Regions from separate parts of the Mus musculus genome. Here region 2 is linked to region 1. A link is a contact called in public HiChIP or PLAC-seq data. All regions are on one chromosome and are shown on one strand. Each heading gives the region's core, a stretch centred on a gene start, on an enhancer-like site or on the middle of the called end of the contact. The rest is flanking DNA. Distances are from core to core; before and after follow the strand shown. Region 1 overlaps Maff (v-maf musculoaponeurotic fibrosarcoma oncogene family, protein F (avian)). Region 2 holds the start of Tmem184b (transmembrane protein 184b).

The links. HiChIP or PLAC-seq counts read pairs in DNA pulled down with a chosen protein or histone mark.
Region 2: a contact with region 1 is called in an HNF4G HiChIP or PLAC-seq map of pancreatic cancer cells. The contact joins the promoter of Tmem184b here to the enhancer-like site in region 1. A contact is called at or near these places in 3 of 39 promoter capture datasets (the 3T3-L1 cell line, embryonic stem cells and macrophages), 8 of 484 Hi-C or Micro-C datasets (bone marrow-derived macrophages, cortical glia, embryonic fibroblasts and 3 more), 15 of 115 datasets of contacts at active chromatin or transcription factors (the HPC-7 cell line, a colorectal cancer cell line, double positive thymocytes and 11 more) and 4 of 9 other capture datasets (adipose tissue, embryonic stem cells, liver and 1 more).

Annotation. Positions count from the first base shown.
Region 1 is chr15:79,358,910-79,361,609 of GRCm38.p6, reverse strand. It overlaps Maff (v-maf musculoaponeurotic fibrosarcoma oncogene family, protein F (avian)), which reads right to left. Exons shown (of 3, transcript NM_010755.4): 3 at 2,534-2,700. It overlaps Tmem184b (transmembrane protein 184b), which reads left to right. Exons shown (of 9, transcript NM_172608.1): 9 at 1-926. Among named protein-coding and RNA genes, the nearest start is that of Maff, 13 kb to the right of the region's middle. Within about 2 kb of position 1,364, at least 38 of the 459 cell types and tissues checked have an H3K27ac peak or open chromatin away from gene starts, as enhancers often do. A contact at or near this core is called in a colorectal cancer cell line, embryonic fibroblasts, pancreatic cancer cells and 1 more, where this site is marked.
Region 2 is chr15:79,401,920-79,404,619 of GRCm38.p6, reverse strand. Tmem184b (transmembrane protein 184b) reads left to right here and starts at 1,317. Exons shown (of 9, transcript NM_172608.1): 1 at 1,317-1,435.

The sequences.
Region 1 (2,700 bases), core at 115-2,614:
CCGCAGCGCTGGGTTGGGCATCCTTGGGACCACCCACCCTCTCCCTGGCTCCCTCTACACGCACATCCCAGAGCTGCCTCCCAGGGCTGGGATCTCAGAGGTAGGGTGGCAGGGGCCTGGTAAGCAGAATTCAAGCAGCACTTGGTCTTGGCTCCAGTAGCCTCTTGAGGTGGAGAGTGGTGGGGAGCCCTACCTTGTAGCCTTCAGTGGATGCTCTCCCCTTGGTCACCTCTGGAACAAACAGGTTCCTTCCCTGGGGTCCATAGGGAGGGACCTCATGGGGCTGTCACATCCTAGCAACCTTCTTAGCCTCCTTCCTTCCTTCCACACGGCCCAGAGGCCAGCTCGGCCCCACCCAGAGGGCCTGGCCAGCTGCTCCCAAGCCACCCAGGGAGGCAGCAGACAGGTGGGAGCTCCTGGGGCACGGCCGTGGGATTGCTTCCACCAGTGTGTTTCTGAGACTTCTCCTTATCTTCCAGGCCAAAGTATGTTGCTGCTTCCTGTCTCCACTGGTCCCCACCTACCCTGGCACTTGCCCTGTGACATGATGGGTGAGGCTGTGGGGGAACTCAGTGGCAGGAAGCTAGTGGTCCCTGGGAACAGGGGACAGGAATCCGTACCCAACTGCCCCGTTCTTTCTTCCCATTCTTTCTTCCTAGGATGCATAAACTATCTTGTCTCATTTATTTTTTAATTTTTTTTCAGATAGAGTAGCTCTTTGTACATAAAAAAAATACTTGAAAATTGTATGATGTATGAGAAGACAGAGCCCCCTAGTTTTGTATTTTGTCCTGTGACTGCCATGCGTTCCACCAGAAAGCCGCTCTATTTTGGTCTCTGTGATATTTTAAATGCGTGACAGAAGCAAGCAAATAAAGTCAGGAAGAAATATATATATGAGATAATATAGATTGTATTGAAATCTCTTCTGCCTGCCAGCGAGGTTTTTTTTTTCTTTTCCCCTCTTGTCTGGGAGAAGTGTAGTGGCCGTGGGCAGAGACGTCCACCCTCTCTCTTCCTGTGTGTGAAGTGGATGTAGGTCATGGGGGCGTTTACACCGTCTGGGTCTAAAATCAGGTCCCACATCCCTATTTGACAGTTTCTTCTCTCTTCCCAGACAGCCTAACACGGGGAATTTCCTCTCCCCATCCCTGAGAGGGCTGGGCCTCAGTCCTTGTTTTTTTCCAGAGGCAGGTGGTCACCTCTTCTGTAAGGCATCTCCCAGAAGACTTGCACACCTGCCTCATCTTCCCTGAGCCAACCCTCCATCCTTAGGGACCAGGAGCCTAGGGCAGGAGCTCCTGGTCATGGGTACCTTCCCTGCATGCACCATGCCTTTCCAAGAGCCTGGCCTATGGGTGACAGGCATGACTGGAATGCACGTGGGGGAGGGAACTTCCTAAGCAGCCTATAACCCGAAGGTAAACGGCCTACCTACATTGTCTGTGCACACCCCCACCCCCACCCAATACCCCTTCCAGCTGCCAGGCCTCTCAGGAAGAAGTCTTGGCACAGCCCCAATCTGAGGGGGAGAAAGTTCTGTGGGTCCAGCCAAGCCACGTGATCGGGCTCTCCCCTCTGCCCCTTTCTTTGGCCTCTTCCCTCACTCCCGGACTTGCCACATACAAGATTCCTCTAGCATCTCTTGTGCTTTTAGGTTTTGCAGCCCTTCTGGCTTTTCTAGACTAGTCCTCTATAGCACCGTTATAGTAAAGTGACCCCTCCGGGGGTCGGCCAATCCTTTCATAGGGGTTGTATATCAGATATTTACATTGTGATTCATAACAGCAGCAAGGTGACAGTTATGAACTAGCAACAGATTATGGTTAGGGGTCACTACAACATGAACTGTATTAAAAGATCCCACCATTAGGAAGGTTGAGAACCAGTGTTTCAAAGTAAACTGGAGCTATAAGAAACCAGGCAGTACCACCCAGAAAAACCCTACTGCCCTGGCTGAAGACCAGAGGAGTCCACCCCTCACCAGGATGGCAGAGTCAGTGAGTATGCATACAAACCCATCCCCTGACTGAGACTGAAGCCTAGCTCCCAGAACTCAGTAGTTCTCTCTCCCTGGCTCAAAAACACTGGGATGTAGTTCCCACAGGGCTGTAGAAAATCAGACTTGGGGCTGGAGAGATGGCTCAGTGGTTAAGAGCACCAACTGCTCTTCCAAAGGTCCTGAGTTCAAATCCCAGCAACCACATGGTGCCTCACAACCATCTGTTATGAGATCTGACGCCCTCTTCTGGTGTGTCTGAAGACAGCTACAGTGTACTTACATAAAATAATAAATCTTTTTTAAAAAAAATCAGACTTATGTGAAAGTAGAAGGAAGACAGTTTTCAAAGCTTAGGACCTGTCTCTCCCTGGCTCTGTACAGTCTGAGCTCATTTCTTGCCTATCTCCATCCACACCTGCTTGTGAGAGCTAGCAATGGGATATAGCCTCCCCTCACCCATAAGTCCCTTCCCACCCATCCGAGGCCACTCATTTAGAGCACACACAAAATAGTCCAAGACATACACTTCTCTTGTGGAAAAAGAGAACTTGACTTTATTCAGAAAGTCTACAAAATACTCAAGGCAGATAACTGGCTCACTTGAAGTCAGAAAATAAATAAACTCTGGGAGCTGCGCAAATTTTTTTTTTTTTTTAAAAAAAAAACCTATTGTTGCCACCCAGCTCTCCCTAAATATA
Region 2 (2,700 bases), core at 68-2,567, 43 kb before region 1:
GGGGCTCAGCAATCTTACTCTGGGAAGGAGGTATTTGTCTCAGAACAATCCTGCTTCAGCTTCCCTAGTAAAGCCAGCCAAGCAAGACTTTGAAGACATGTCTGGGGAAACTGTAGCCCCAGCAGAGGGGACAGCAGGTGCAAAGGCATGGAAGCTGAATGCTTGTACTTGGTTGTAGGGAAAGCAAGAGGTCAGTGTTCAGGAAAAGGAGATGAGGCCAGGCATGCCTGCGGAGGGTGATGCTGGATCAAGGCTGTGCAGAGATCTGCAGATGTTGGCTTCATTTGGAATGGCATGAGGAACTAATTAAGGGTTTTGAGCAAAGTGCCATATAGTTCATCTTGGGTGGGTTCGTTTGTTTGTTTACTTTGGTGCAAAGAATTATATTGAGGGTCTGGTGAATGGTAAGCAAGCATTCCTCCAACGATTTGGATTTTTAAAGGAATCCCTGATTCTCACATTGGCACAGACCCGCCGAGGACAAGGTTGGAAAATCGGGCTAAGTAGATGCTCACAGTACCTGGGCAGAGCCTGGACATGACAGCAGTTCAGTAGTGTGGAGGTCAGAGTCTAGGGATACAGGATGTCTTGCCCAAGCTGATGGGACGAGGGGGAGAGGGAGGGCAGCACTCAAGGATAATACTAGACTTTCTGGCTTGAAGACTGGAAGCAGGGATTGGGGAATGCTGTGAAGAAGAAATGTGTGTGGAGGGGAAAGCAGCTGAGCCCGCTAAGTAAGAGGCGTCGGTAGACATTTGGAGCTGGAGATAAAAATAAACTTGGTTGCATATTACACATTTCAGTCATCTGGGTAAGACGAGGACCTCACAAATCAAAGTGGGGTAGGGGCTGGAATGACTCCTCTAGAATCGGTTCGTTAGGCTGCTAGGAATGAGGTGGGGCAGCTCCACTAGAGCAGTTTCATTTTGCATAACTATACAAAACGTTCCGTGGAAGTCCGTTCCACAGTCTCACACTCACCCTCCCTGTCTCAAACGTCAACTAGATTTCGTTTCACCTTCAGCGTTGGCATATACAAGGCTTTCAGAGAATTGAAACTCAAGCTAGCTCGCGAGTGTCCGGGACAGTCTGTATCCCGCGGGTCAGACTGTGCATCCCAGGACTGTGGTGGGTGGGACTGGACTAGGAAACCTGGGCCCTGGGTCTCTCGCGGTGCGTTTGCGAGTTGCAAGAGGACCTCACCATTCTCCTGACCCGAGATTGCGCGTGGTGCTTCGCAGCGCGCGGCCCCTTTAAGGCTCGGCGAGTGACCTCAGCGGCGCGCTCCGGCCCCGCCCCCGCCAGCGGCGTTCCTAGTGCGCAGGCGCGGCGCGGCGGTACCCGGCGGGGCTCGGGACGCGCCAGCGGCGGCCGAGATACCGGGCTGCGGCGCCGCCTGCTCCGCCTGCAGTCTCCAGCGCCATGGGCTCCTGAGGTACCCGGGCGGCGGATGCACGGGATGAACGGGGACCGGGCGGGGGCTGCACCTTGGGGAGAACTCCACTCTGGGGACTTCCCGCGGGGAGGCAGGGACTCGGAGGCCCCCAAGCGGCCCGTGGGTGTGCCCGCTTCGCCAGCGTGGCGGGGCCCTGAGTGTAACCGGACCTGCTCGTGGGGGAGTCGGGGTGGGCGGCGCGGGGCCCAGCCTCTTACCGATGGGACTGTGCGCACCGCGGTGGGTGTGCTGCAGCCTGGCACGACCGAACGGGGCGGGGAGACGTCGGTCCTCAGTGCAGTGGCTTTGACCTGGCCCGGTGGTCGGCCCTTGAGACGGTACATGCGTAAATGGGGGTGTGCGCGCGCTTTGCACACAGGTCAGTAGATTTGAAGGGGGATAGGGATCTGGGGCTCCCAGGATGCTGGGTGTTCAAAGGAACCCTAGAGATTGGTTTGGGTGTGTGGTGCCTGTTTGCCTGGGCACGCCCTTGGACACCTTGCTTGGATGCTTAGCTTGGGGCTAAGGAGCTCCAGGCAGTGGCAAAGCTAGGGAGTCTGGGGAACGGGCTCGGATTTTTAGTTTGTATCCTTTCTTGGAGGACTGTATGAGGCGGGACATCTCATCCCTCCCTCCTTGGAGGCCTTGGTGGGGCAAAGCAGGTGTCTGCCTGCCTGATACCTGGGTGTGAGGTGAAGGTCTATGTATTATTCATCTGGCTGCCAGGTGCTTTATGTAAGGAGAGAAGTAGCAATCTGTGCCCTGGAGGCAAGTGCTGCAGACTCAGCCAACACACACACACACACACACACACACACACACCCCACCAGCATCAGCAGCAGGGGGAGGTGCAGGTCTCCACGGTCTGGCTTTTTTGACAGGCTGTTTGCAGCATCCCTCTTCGTGTCAACAAGTTTGGTGGGCCCTTGGGCTCGGCACATCTGAGTATCTTGAGAGTTCTGTGCAGGGCCGGAGTTGGAACCCTTGGGTGTGGGAGCCCCAGAAGCTAGACTGGTGCTCACCCCGCACACAGATGTGAGGATCGAGGCATCGAAGAGCTCTCAGGTGCTTGGGGCAGAATCAGAATTGGAAAGAATCACAGGGATTCCAGAAACAGAAGACAAAAGACTGAGGAGTATGGAGGTGGATTCAGTGCTGGGGGGTGGGGGGTGGGGGGGATGGACAAGCCAGCAAAAAAAAAAAAAAAAAAAAAAAAAAAGGAAAAAGAAAAAAAAAGGCTTCAGTACAAAGGGACAGTCGAGCCA